Linked DNA regions of Mus musculus: region 2 is linked to region 1. The links are chromatin contacts, called in public Hi-C maps. All regions are on one chromosome and are shown on one strand. Each heading gives the region's core, a stretch centred on a gene start, on an enhancer-like site or on the middle of the called end of the contact. The rest is flanking DNA. Distances are from core to core; before and after follow the strand shown. Region 1 has its middle 17 kb from the start of Gm25702. Region 2 has its middle 110 kb from the start of 4930449C09Rik.

Region 1 (6,500 bases), core at 2,670-5,169:
ATCAGCCTTGCTATTCTACCTCAGAAGGGGAATAAAGGGACTTTTCTTATCACATTGTGGTTTGAACACACAAGGTTTACCTAGATGTTTCTCTTTTACATAGGTTCCCAGGGATAAGTCTGCGGAAGTCTATTCTAATAAGGCAGTTGAGATGGTCCCTTGTCACATGTGAAAACTCATGTCCACCAAGTCTTACATTCCCTCCCTGCTGTCTCCAGGACAGAGATCTGCAATGCTACCATCAATGATAGGAGAAGAACGGCGCTGAGACTGAAAGCCTAGAATAAAGTCGGGCTCAAGTTTAAAGACTGTACTTTGGAGTTAGAATGGCTGGGATTCAAGTCCTGGTCTGTCTTGCTCTAAGCTCTTTGTCCTCCAGGGCTGCAGGCAGGCACAAGTCCGGCTCACTATCTTTACTTTCCATTTTACAAGGATGTTGTGAGGAATCTGTAGCTTTAGATAAACCTACCATTTATCTATAAACAAAGAAACAGACATTCTACAGAAAATCCAGAGCAATTTCTGTGCACCAGGCACAGAGTCACACATGAGAAGAGAGGCTGATCTTTCTCTGTTGAAAAGCTGGTTGAAGGGGTAGGAGACCAGTGATGTAATTGTGCTGCTTACTCCTTGTGATGGGGGAAGAACAATGAACTGTGACAATGGATGGGAAATGGGAAGTCAGTGGGGCCTGACCTTTCAAGAATAGGACCCAGGGAGGAAATTGAGTATCCTCTGTGCTGCTGAGTCGCTAAATCTTTTAATAGAGCCATATTCTAGGAAAGAGCATTAGAGTGGGGAAGTTCAACTGGGACCCTGAAGCATTTCAGCAGTAGGTTTGGAAAGCAGTGATTCTTTGCTTTTGTGGCAGATTGTGACAGCACAGGCTGCACGATCTATCTCTTCTCCTTGGAAGGCTTTTCCTCTTTCTCTTGCCATCGCCATATAGTCACGTGTAACATTAAGAATTTACTACACACTGGACACAGGAAGGTAGCACTCTAAATTGATTCATTCACTGAAGATACACTTACTCTGTACTGACTGCATCCCAGGCATTGTTCAGTTGAGGATGCAGCAGAGAGAACAAAGAGAGAAATAGAAGGGAGAGAGATGATAGATAGATATGTGGATGATTGATGAGTATTTCTATTATCGTTGTGTGTATTGCTCAGAAACTCAAACTGTCACATGTATAAATAAGTAAATAAGATAAAACATTACACTTATTAATGCTTTCTTTTATATTAAGACAAAGATCAACGATGTGTTACATGATCACAGAGGACACCATTGCATTTATGCATTACAATTCATTTAACCACTGCCTTACTGTTGGAGAGGGAAAAGAAAATTTTCTTTTGTTTGTTTCTTGTCACCATAGACCATGCTGTATTCAATATGCCTATATTTCTTTGCACACACTGGGGTCTTTATTGTCACATGACATGCCATCATTTGTATTCCACAAGTCCTGGCCCTGAAAAGGAGTTATATTTATTTCCCATTGAAGGCTTAAATGGCTTCTTTGCATTTTGAACTATCTCTGTATACTCCCAGATGTAACAACTACTTTTAAAAAACGTAATTTATTTAAGACAACACTTCATTTACATATCTGTTTGACATGCTTAGAGTTCTAAGGGGCAAAGTGCTTTCCCCTGCCCTAGAGCCTGTTTATTCAATATCACTGACTTCATTGCTACCATCAGCAGTATCAGAATGTAAATCTATCTGACAATTCTTGTGGAGTTTTTGCTACTATATTGTAGATAACTGCATCTTATACTATGTCTGGTTGCTCTTGGGATGTAGGAAAATCTTCAATCTCACTGGAGCCTCTTATTTTGACAGTAGAACACTTTAGTGGATATTTTGAAGGTTTCTGGTTATACGAACATAGTTGTGATCTAGGCCAATAGTGCTAATCTTGCCCCTTTTCCTTTGAGCTTTGCATTTTGTTCTTCTGCCAATGATGTCCTTATCAGAGATAAGCAGTTGGGCAGAGTAGCACCGAATTAGTGTAACTGTGGGAAGGTTGTGAAGTCCAGCTTGAGTCCATTTGGAACTTGGAATGGGGTGGGGGGAGATAGCATTTCTCCTAAGGCTTTAAGAATTTGGAGATAAATAGTCCAACAATTTGGAAAGTCTGCATGTCTAAAAAAGTGTTCCACATGCAAAACAACTTTGGCAAGAGATGAGACACCTTTACTTGGTGTTCCCCTCTCTGTTATGGCTTTGTATAATTTTGTCATTAGGCTTCCACATGGTCCTGCAGCCATTTTTTTCCCCATCCATCAGTGTTTTAACCATCATCTGCTCAACTGGCCACTGACCTCCCTGAGGGTAGGAACTGTTTTCTTACTCTCTATGTCTGGAGTTGCTAGAAGAATGCCTGGAAAACCACTGGCCCTTAACAAATGCCTGCTAAACAAGCTACTAGATTTCCAAGTGTACAAATGGATGCATGCATATCTATTCATTTTTGTTGCATGTTGAACAAATGACCAGGTAGTCATGCCTCCAGCTTCACACAGAAGCACTAAATGAGGCTAAAGCCCAACTTCTCCTTCCCTGGGTTCAGAATTGAGGCAAATGCGGGTAGAATGAGCTGGCTCAGTTCCTCTGTTTCTTTGTGGGATTGATGATATGGTAGAAACATGATTGAGCAAGAATACTTCCTTCACATAATTCTCAGGAACTGTGGGTCTAGAGGTCGAGTCAAATATGGACGATTTCTTAATTATCTTACTTGTAGATCTTACTTGCTAATACCTGTGAATATCTGTTGGTTTTTAGCAGGAATAGATCATCAGCATGGAAACAGTAGGTCTGAAAAGACATTCTCTCTTGCTGTTTGTGAAGATTACTGGATAATGATTTTGCCAGTACCTATATTTTTGATCTCTCTCTCTCTCTCATATATCTGTCTCCATCTCTCTCTCTTTCTCTCTCTCCTTATCTTTCTATCTCTCTATCATCTATCTAGTTATTTTTATCAGTCAACCTATCATTTATCTACTTATCTTCATCTATCATCTATCTATCTATCTATCTATCTATCTATCTATCTATCTATCTATCTATCTATCTATCATCCACCTGTCTGTCTCTATCACATGCATATGAAGAGAGAAAGAAAAGAGAGAGGTAAGAGGAAAAGGAAGGAGAAAGGAGGTACAGACATAGAAAAATAGTACTTAAATTGGATCCTTATGAATCTCATCAGGTAGTAACTTTATTTCATTATCATTTTTTTTCCTATGAGAGAGATCAATACATTGAGTCTCTTCAATGCCTTGTATATTCAACTTTTTTTGTTTTGTTTTTGTTTTTTGAGACAGGGTTTCTCTGTATAGCCCTGGGTGTCCTGGAACTCACTTTGTAGACCAGACTAGCCTCGAACTCAGAAATCCACCTGCCTCTGCCTTCTGAGTGCTGGGATTAAAAGCATGCACCACCATGGCCGGCAAAAGTTACTATTCTGCATATTTTCATTCATTCTTCTGGCCCTCTGGGTTTCTTTCCTGTCTCCACCCATACCTGATCCTGCCTCCCTTTTCTCCTCCTCCTCCTCCTCCTCCTCCTTCCTCTTCTTTCGAGACACAGTTTCTCTGTGTAGCCCTGGCTGTCCTAGAACTCACTCTGTAGACCAAGATGGCCTCGAACTCAGAAATCTGCCTGCTTCTGCCTCCCAAGTGCAGGGATTAAAGGCGTGCACCACCACTGCCTTCAACTTTCAGTATAGGCTTGGAGAATATAGTCTCTCTTGCTGTTAAATGTGACTGTCATTGCACACTGGTCTGTTTTGAAAGGTATTGGTGTCATACCTGGGCTTACTGCAAAAATCATTCCGTTATGTATGTTGAGGAAGGTGTGGCTTATGTGCCATATGTCTGTCTGCCCTTTGTGCCCTAGCATTTGAGGAAAGGAAGTATTTCCCAATTCAACCCTACCCTTTCTTAATCTTCTGTCTTACCCTGCTTCACATGATGCCACTTTTTTTTTTTTTTTTTTTTTGAGAAACCATGTGGCTTGTACTGTCTGACCCACCCAGCCCCAGCTTCTTAGGGGATTTTCAGCAAGCTGGTAAAATACGAATAATTTTTCTCTTTCTTTTTTTCTTTTTCTTTTCCTTTTTCTCTTTCTTTTTCTCTTTTTCTCTCTTCTTTCTTTCTTTTTTTCTTTTTCTCTTTTCTCTCTCTCCCCTTCTTCTTCTTCTTCTTCTTCTTCTTCTTCTTCTTCTTCTTCTTCTTCTTCTTCTTCTTCTTCTTCTTCTTCTTCTTCTTCTTCTTCTTCTCTCTCTCCATTTTATTTTATTTTATTTTATTTTATTTTATTTTATTTTATTTTATTTTATTGAGACAGAGTCTTACTATGTAGTTTCAGGCTGCCTTGAAACTCACTAGATTAACTAAGCTGGGTTTAAACTCACCCAAATATGCCTACCTTTTCTCAGTGTGCACAACCATTCCCAGCCTAAATATGAGTAATTGTTCCTTGCAAGTTGATGGTATTAGGAATGAACTCCCAATGGCTGTCTTAAATATACTTCAAATGACTTAAGTAGATAGAATCTTCATTTTATCCTCTAATGCTATCTTCACTGGGCTGGGTCATTTACTGTCTTTAAGACCCCATTCAAAAATAAGCAGAGAAATAAACAAAACTAGTCCCAAATTCTTGTGTGATTGATAAATGAGATTATCTAAGCACTGAGCCCATAGTAGGCTCTAAAAACAAAACAAAACAAAACAAAACAAAACCTGCCATGACCCCGTTGAAACAATGTAGTAAACAGTATGAGACAGGACAGGCTGGTCAGGAGAAATGATTTCAGTGCAATTGTCTAGATGGTAGAACAAAGGGTCTCAACATGTGGGCCATGACCCCTTTGGTGGTTTTATACTAGATATCCTGAATATCAGATATTTACATTACGATTCATAACAGTAGCAAAATTATAGTTATGAAGTAGCAACCAAATAATTTTATGGTTGGGGGTCACCACAACATGAGGAACTGTATTAAAGTGTTGCAGCATTAGGAAGGCTGAGAACCACTGCTCTAGAGGAACAAAGGGAACTAATAGGAAGGGGAAGGGGTGAGAAATTTGAGGGTGGGGGGCGTGGGAATAACATGCCCCACATACACTATGTACTTGTATGGAAATGTCCTTGTATGTAGCTCAGTGCCATGTAAAACAAGTATATATAATGAAATATTTAAAAGAGAAAAGAAATAAAGAAAATGAATGCTGTAATTTCTGTAATGGTAATTTCTTTACAAATTAGCCAAGGGTCATTTTTATACTTTTACAATCTTGGTAAATGTATAGTCCCAACTATCAGTTGGACAAGATGTGATCATGACTTATTTGCATAGAAACTGGAAACGAAATGGGAAATGCTGTCTAGGAGATAATATGTAGTTAATGGCCTTTGATTATTTTGGTTCTTACAATGAGCCTATTGGTAAGGTGGTAAAGTGTGTTGCCCATTTTGTTCCCATTGTCATATGTGTCCCATGAGAGAGGATGAGCCTGGCATTCTTCATGACGTTCCATTAATCATTTCACCTATAGCTTTTAAAAATCCTATTGCAGGCTTACCCGACTCTGTACACTATGATTTCTTGTACCAAGAGAAATATTCTCATGATGGGGACATGGATGTGCTGGCCACCATGACAGTTATTAGTAACTGTAAATTGCTAAATTGCTAAAGTAGAACAGACTGGGCATGAGAAGTGACAATTGTAGTTTCTGTAATAGTAATTTCTCATACATTACGCCGCTATCTTTATTCTAACACTTTAACAATCTCTGCTAATGTAGTCTTTGAATGATGAATTTTCTTTCTCTTTTTCTTTTCCTTTTTAGATAATCTATAAAGATGTGACTCAAAGCCTGAACTAAGGTATGTTTACAAGGGTACTAACTTTAGTACTGGGAGACTATAGTCTATAGTACTAGTGCAGACTATAGCATCTTCGAAGTGGAGTCATTGGAAGACTTTATTGAAATTCTGTCTTTCATATTTTGAAACTCAAAATTCTAGGAGATCCTGGGCTGGATGTGTATTCTCTGGGCATTTACTTCCATTGCTGGTGTATTTCCCTTCTACCTTTGTTCTTCAATTTGGACATTTATTCAGATTCAATATCTAAATTAATGATCAAAATTCCATTCCATCTTACAAAGACTTACAGGAATATAGATAGGAGGGACAATTTCTCACTGTTTTCGAAGCTGATATTTTAAAAAGTTACACATGGAAGTTTTTGCATTTCCTAGAATATTCTTTTTTTTTTCCAGGAAATAGAGGCATTTTTATTAAAAGACTGACCGGAGCCAACAAAGAGAGAATTCTCTAGATAAGGCCAGGGCTATTAGTAGTTAAAGGATTATATAGGCAAAACCTACAAAGTAACAATTTTGGGAAGCCAAAGTAACTCATATCTTCTCCCAGAGCAGGCAAGACTTGATTTAGTGACACGTC
Region 2 (6,637 bases), core at 467-2,966, 110 kb before region 1:
GCATTCTCTCTTTTAAAAATTCTATTCTTACATTATGAGAAAATTCCTCTTTTGATTTGTCATACCATTTTGAATAAGGCATTCCATATGCAAAGCACTTAAGGCCTGGGAGAGAGTGGTAGATGTAACCGATTTGAGGGCTTCATTCAGGTTTATTGAGTGGATTAGAGTCACTCCAGCCTCCTCTCTGCAAGTGGCTGTCTATAGGAGGCCTTGGTGTCATAGTTGACACAGCACTTTGCATTTAAATAGCTATGTGACCTTGAACATTCCTAATACTCCTGGGCTGGGGAGGTTTTCCTCTCTTAAATGGGGATACATAATTTGTAGCTGCCTTGCTGTTGAGATGTTGTGAAAATTAAATGAGGAAACAGGCCAAATATTCCACACATAGTAAACAACACTGTGATTATCAGTCTATCAACTTTTAGTAGAGCCAGTGGGGTTATGTGAAGGTCGAGCATTGGCTCTGTGCAATGTATGTGTATTGAACTCCATCAAGGCCATTAACGGACAGGAGATATGCAAGGGTAGCTCATATTCGTTTATCATCTGCTGGGGGCTAGGCTCTGCTCCCATCTTCTTAGGAATATTGTATTTAATTTTTATAATGACATTTAGGTCTGGGAACTAAGTGTGGGGACTATTACATATCTCATCCTTTATGATTAAGCAATCTAGGGTCATAGAGTTTCTTTCTTCCCTAAGGTCACAGAGCAAAGTTAACTATCAAACCTAAGAAAGAGATTTTAGCTTCCCTTGTAGTTGATCACATTAAGTGACCAAACTCATAGTGTCAGAATAAAGTTTTAGGAAGTTTCCAGAGAGGGACCCTGTCCCATTGCTTTTGGTTTCAATAAGATTCAGACTATAAGTCTTCTGATACGCTGATTGATGGGGACTTTCTTCTGTCTGAAGATGGCACATGCCCACTAGCCTTTAGGTGCCTCTTGAGGCATTTTTCCTGATCACAAAGTGAAGATGTCAGCTTGGTGAGGCTGGGGAAACTGCATTTGATCAAGCTCCTTTTCAAGGCCAGCTCCACTTTATACAACTTTTATGCATTATTTTGAGCTCTTTCTTGTTTTTCATGCTCTTGATCCCTCTTCTAGATCCTTCTTGACTATTACCTTATATGTCAAGGCTTTCCATGCTTCGGGGTATGGTGCTCTGCTCTCTATTTTTTATGTCTTGGCAGCTGTTAGAATGCAGTGTGTGTAAATGGATTCCACCTATCTCTATTAAGCTAAGAGTTTCTGAAGGAATGCCTTACATTATGATTTAGTATATTAATATCTAGCAAGTTAGTGAATTGAAAACTAACACTCCTGTCCAAATTACTGCAATCTAGCTGAAATCACTATCATTTTCTTCGTAGGGTAAGTGTTTGTGTCCACTTCTCAGTTCTCTGCTTATCTCCACCCTCATTTTCAATCTTCTACGGTCAGAACAATCTCAGAATAGTTCTAATTGATGGTTTTTTTCCTCTTTTTTCTTTTTATTTTCCTTCTTTTTTTGGTCCAAAGTATATTTTCTTGATTTTCATTCTCTGCCTGGGCTTTTTGGGGATTCTAATTTAGTCTGCTCAGTTCTTGCCTGGCACGGTAAGCTTGTTAGCTAGTTAGTAAGGCTTAGTTCTGAGATCTCAGTAATTGAGGAAGAGATACACATGCGTGCAAGAGAGAAACCATTCATGAAGGTTGGGGGCTGGGGTGGGGATAGCAGTTGAAAGGGATATGAAAGCCACTTCCCTTTTCTCATGTGAGTAGAAACCCCAGCAGGAGTTATCAGAACCAGTCATCTGTGTGATCATTCATTCATCTATTCATTCATTCATCTTAGACAGACCCAATCATCAGAAGAGCTGCTCGGTCATTTCTCTTTCTCTTCTTCTGGACCTTGTCCAGCTTATTCTAGATGGGAATGGCCACCACGGCTTTTTATGGTTCTGTGCTGTTCACTAAAGTGTATGTTCCTTAATGTGACATGTGAGATTGCTGATTTAGTCTCTGCCTACTGGTACTTTCTACTTGCTCTCTAAGCTACAGCAATACTGGTCAGCTCCCCTCTTTCTGTGTTTCTGTCTTTTCTTCCAAGTCTTTTCCTACTTACTTTTCAAACTCATCCAAGCCTTATCTCAATCTTAAGACTTTCCTTGAGTCTGTAACCTGAAGTTATAAGCCCCATTTGTCCATTGCAGCTCTGTAGGCAGAAGGCGGTTTTAGCTCTTCTCACTTTGTTATGACCCTTGTGGATCTTTGTCCTTCCACTGATCTATGAACTTTTCATAATCAAGGTCCATGTGTTATTTCTTATAATAACAGAGGTGTTAAATAAACATATCTTGAGTGAGCACATTAACTGTATGCTGCATGCTATGGAAAGTGTGTATTATTTTGAATCCTAGTAAATCATTCATAGGTTTGGTAGAAGAAAACTGTACTTATGTATTAATGTAGACTCAAAAATGGATGGGTTTGGGCAAAGCTAGAGGCAGATACAACAGCCTGTCTTCTCATTCTCCATTTCAGTCCCTCCCACCTTATGCTCTATTCTGCCCGATCTAGGAAGTGTCAGCATAGTTCTAGGTAGATGTTTCTATATTCATGTGACTTCACTTGGCAAATATCTGTAAAAGGCCAATATTTGAGCTGCAAACCTCATTGTCTCTATCATTCTATTCAACTACTATTTTTATAGTTTGAAATCATCTGTGGATGACATGTAAATGAATAAACATAGGTGTGTTTTAATATTTATTTTTTATTTTTATAAAATATTTAGTAACTTAAAATTAGCCTACTGGTCAACTCTCCTATTACATGACTATTTGTGGCCAAGTCTCAGGGCTCCATATTCTAGCATACAGTACATATATCCCAAAGCATCATTAGCCTTCCAGCGATTTGTCTGCCTTTTTTAAAAAATAAATTTATTGGTTATTTTGCTTATTTACTTTTCAAATGTTATCCTTCTTCCTGGTTTCTCCTCTGAAAAGCCTCGATCCCCAGCCCTCCCCCAACTCCCACTTTTATAAGACTGCTTCCCCTCTCACCCACCCACTTCCACTTCACTGCTCTACCCTGGGGCATCAAGTCTTCACAGGACCAAGGGCCTCCCTTCCCATTGATGCCAGATAAGGCCATCCTCTGTCACATATGCAGCTGGAGCCATGGCTTCCTCCATACTCTTTGGTTGGTGGTTTAGTTTCAGCGAGCTCTGGGGAGTCTGGTTGGTTGATATTATTGTTCTTCCTATGGGGTTGCAAACCCCTTACAGCTCCTTCAGTCCTTTCACTGACTCTTCCACTGAGGACAGTATGCTTAGTCCAATGGTTGGCTGTGAGCATTCTGAGAGCAAAGCCTCTCAGGAGACAGCTATATCAAGCTCCCGTCAGCAAGCACTTCTTGGCATCAGCAATAGTGTATGGGTTTGGTGTCTGTATATGGAATGGCTCCTCAGGTGGGGCAGTCTCTGGATGGCCTTTTTTTTTTCAATCTCTGCTCTACATTTTGTCTCTGTATTTCCTCCTGTGAATATTTTCTTCTCCCTTCTAAGAATTGAAGCATCTACACTTTGGTCTTCCTTCTTCTTGAGCTTTACATGGTCTGTGAATTGTATCTTGGGTATTCCGAGCTTTTAGGTTAATATATACTTATCAATGAGTCCATACCACATATGTTCTCTTGTGACTGGGTTACTTCACTCAGGATAATATTTTCTAATTCCATCCATTTGCCTAAGCATTTCATGAATTCATTGTTTTTAATAGCTGAGTAGTACTCCATCAGCAAGTGCTTCTTGTCATCAGCAATAGTGTCTGGCATTGGTGGCTGCATATGGGATAGATCCCCAGGTGGGACAGTCTCTGAATGGCCTTTTCTTCAGTCTCTGCTCCACACTTTGTCCTTGTATTTCCTTGATAGGAATGGATAGCAAGGAAGTTGATAATAACAACCATCTAAGCCAACTCCTTAATGCTTGTGAGTCTGCCTCTGTTTGCCTTGATGGTAACCTGTTGCTTTCTGAGCTGGCCCTCCTTGCCTTCTGACCAGGATACCCCCTTTTGTCACAGTCATATTAGGAGTTTTCATGATCTTCCTTTTAGTGTCATCTTGGCTTTCCCCTGTCTTCTGTATTTTTCTATCTTTATCTCATGTAAGAACACATTATTCCATGGTAGATGTTTGAGATTCTATTTATTTATATTTACTTGCCATGTTAAGATAGAATTTAGTTTTAACTTTTCTACTCTCTAGGTATATGATCAGGATATTTTGTTAACCATCTAAATCCCTAGTTTCTCATTGCCCTATCTACCATGGAGGTTGTTTGCAGTTCATAAGGGAATGTGTATATTCTTAACACATTGTGCATTCCAGGGTAAGCAGCCATTCATTCGTTTTCCTACCAAGTGCTGGCCAGGTATCTTCAGGGTACTAAGAACTGTTTATTAATGATAACAGCCACAGCTATAAATGTGTAACCAAGCAAAGTTGAAAATCAGATGCATGAAATATTTCAAACTTTATTTTTCTTATCTTACAGTGACCCTGGAAATATACGTTTTCAGGAAGTTTCTGATTATTATTATTTTTTCTGCCAGCATCAGAATCTTCGTGCTTTTGAAGTTTGGGGTCTGGGTAGATAGTCATTGAATGGATGCATTTAATAAGCAAATCAATAAAAATGCCTTGTGGTTTCTTTGCTTATTCCTGTCCGCTATCTGATTCATTTTTACTTCGATTGGTCTTTTCAAGCACTTTCATACTTATCCAGACTCTACCCAGAATTCTCATTGCTCCCCAGACCATGATGTTCAAACCACACTTTGCATACCATTTATTTGAATACTCAGTGGCTTAGGCTGGTGCCAGGCCTAATTTTCCCAATGTCCATTGCTGCCTCCCTCATTGCTTTTGACAGGAGCCAGTCTCACCACATCACACTTGGCCTGTTGGAAAGGCTGCAGAAGCTTTCCCAGGCCCAAATATTTGGTGGCTGAGCTCGTCTTCCTTTGCCTTACAAAACCTTTAATTGAAGATGGCACGTGGATTCTGACTTGTTTAAAATGAATCCAAGTCCTGGAATAAATTGAGTCAAACCCAAGATCCCAAAGCTATCATCCCTAGAGAAACTCAGCATTAAAGAGAGCAGAGAGTAGGGTGCGGAGACCTGCAGGAATGCAGAGGTCTTTAAGATGGTTCCAGTATACTCTATGAGGTTTGGCAAATGTCAGAACTCTTGTAGCCAGACACGTTCTGCATGGAGTTAAATTGGCTTGATATTTGTTTTGGGAAGTCCTTGCTCTCAAGGTCCCTTAGTATATGACTGTGTCATCAGAAGAGAGTTTCATATAAGGGTCCATGAAATGTAATAGTTCTTGTGGAACAAATGACACCTTCCCCACCCATTTTGCCTTCTCTTGATAGACTTAGTCAACATTAAGTGTTGACTTTGGCATGTCTTGATTTGTGCTCAAGTATTAGAAGCCAATAGGATACCATCTAAACTTAGCAAGAGTAATGTGACAACCTAGTGTAGTTATTCAAGTGAGTCCTTTCCATTCATACACTAGAATTTTATTGTGATAGCATCAACAAAGGCACTGTTATGAACCTCAGGCTTTTGCACCTGCTGGGATATGTGTTAGAAGTGGAGGGATCTGACCTTCTTAATCATCCCATTCTGCCACTGATGACCTTCAATGGGAATTTGAAGGTTATTATTCCAGTCTTACCACTTATTACTAATCAGTCTCTAATACGTATCATTCCATTTTGACTGTACTGACCACACTTAAGCATTTAGCTCATATTCTTGTTCTTCTCTTAGACTATTGCTACAATAACTAAGAGTCTCCCTGTTCACAGATTTGCTCTCTTCCCATTTCACCTACAAGTTAGCAGTCATAGCTATTTATGTCAAAATGCGGTGAATCATGCCATTCCATTGCATAAATATCCTGATCAGCCCTATTTATTCTTAGGCTAAAACTCCAAATAACAGACAAAACCTACAAGGTTTGGCACATTGTGCTTACCCCAGTTTCTTTGTACCATCATCTCTTCCCTCTGAGGTCTACTGTGTAGAACTCTGGGCTGTATCCAAGGCAAGCCATACTGTTGTCTTAAGGTATTGTGTCTTTATTTTAAAACTATATTTATTTATGTATGCGGGGTATATGTCCCTGTGGAACCACAACGTTCCCGTGGAAGGCAGAAGACAACCTATGAGAGTTAGTTCTTTCCTTTAATCATGTGGACCACTGGGGCTGAACTCAGGTGATCAGGCCTAGATCCAGGCACTATTATTCCCCAAGGCGTCTTTCTGCCCTAATGTGTTTAATGTGGTTCTTGTTCTTAGGTCTTTACTGGTCTTTTTCCAGCCTTTTTCAACCATCAGAAAGCCAGCTTAGCAGCTATCTTCCTATGGATTATAAACCCCTTCTCTGTGATTTTCAAACCACTGTGTACTCATGCGTATCACAATACTTACTGTATAGCATTTGGACCTTTTTCCCTTTATAGTTTAACCATTAGACTATAAGTTCACCGAAATGGGGATCATATCACAGTCACCATTAGTGGCTACTACAGTAGCAGTGGCCTGATGCTAGAAATAATTTATTCTTTCT

Evidence for each region. Hi-C and Micro-C count contacts between places; a contact is called where the count stands out from the background.
Region 2: a Hi-C map of myeloid progenitors shows a contact between it and region 1, with 3 times the contacts expected there. The contact joins two enhancer-like sites. A contact is called at or near these places in 1 of 15 datasets of contacts at CTCF or cohesin (pro-B cells), 8 of 484 Hi-C or Micro-C datasets (the HL-1 cell line, bone marrow-derived macrophages, granulocyte-monocyte progenitors and 3 more) and 3 of 115 datasets of contacts at active chromatin or transcription factors (bone marrow-derived macrophages, microglia and neural progenitor cells).

Annotation. Positions count from the first base shown.
Region 1 is chr15:63,494,815-63,501,314 of GRCm38.p6, reverse strand. No RefSeq gene overlaps it. Among named protein-coding and RNA genes, the nearest start is that of Gm25702, 17 kb to the right of the region's middle. Within about 2 kb of position 3,919, at least 15 of the 459 cell types and tissues checked have an H3K27ac peak or open chromatin away from gene starts, as enhancers often do. A contact at or near this core is called in bone marrow-derived macrophages, granulocyte-monocyte progenitors and myeloid progenitors, where this site is marked.
Region 2 is chr15:63,606,455-63,613,091 of GRCm38.p6, reverse strand. No RefSeq gene overlaps it. Among named protein-coding and RNA genes, the nearest start is that of 4930449C09Rik, 110 kb to the left of the region's middle. Within about 2 kb of position 1,716, at least 74 of the 459 cell types and tissues checked have an H3K27ac peak or open chromatin away from gene starts, as enhancers often do. A contact at or near this core is called in bone marrow-derived macrophages, granulocyte-monocyte progenitors and myeloid progenitors, where this site is marked.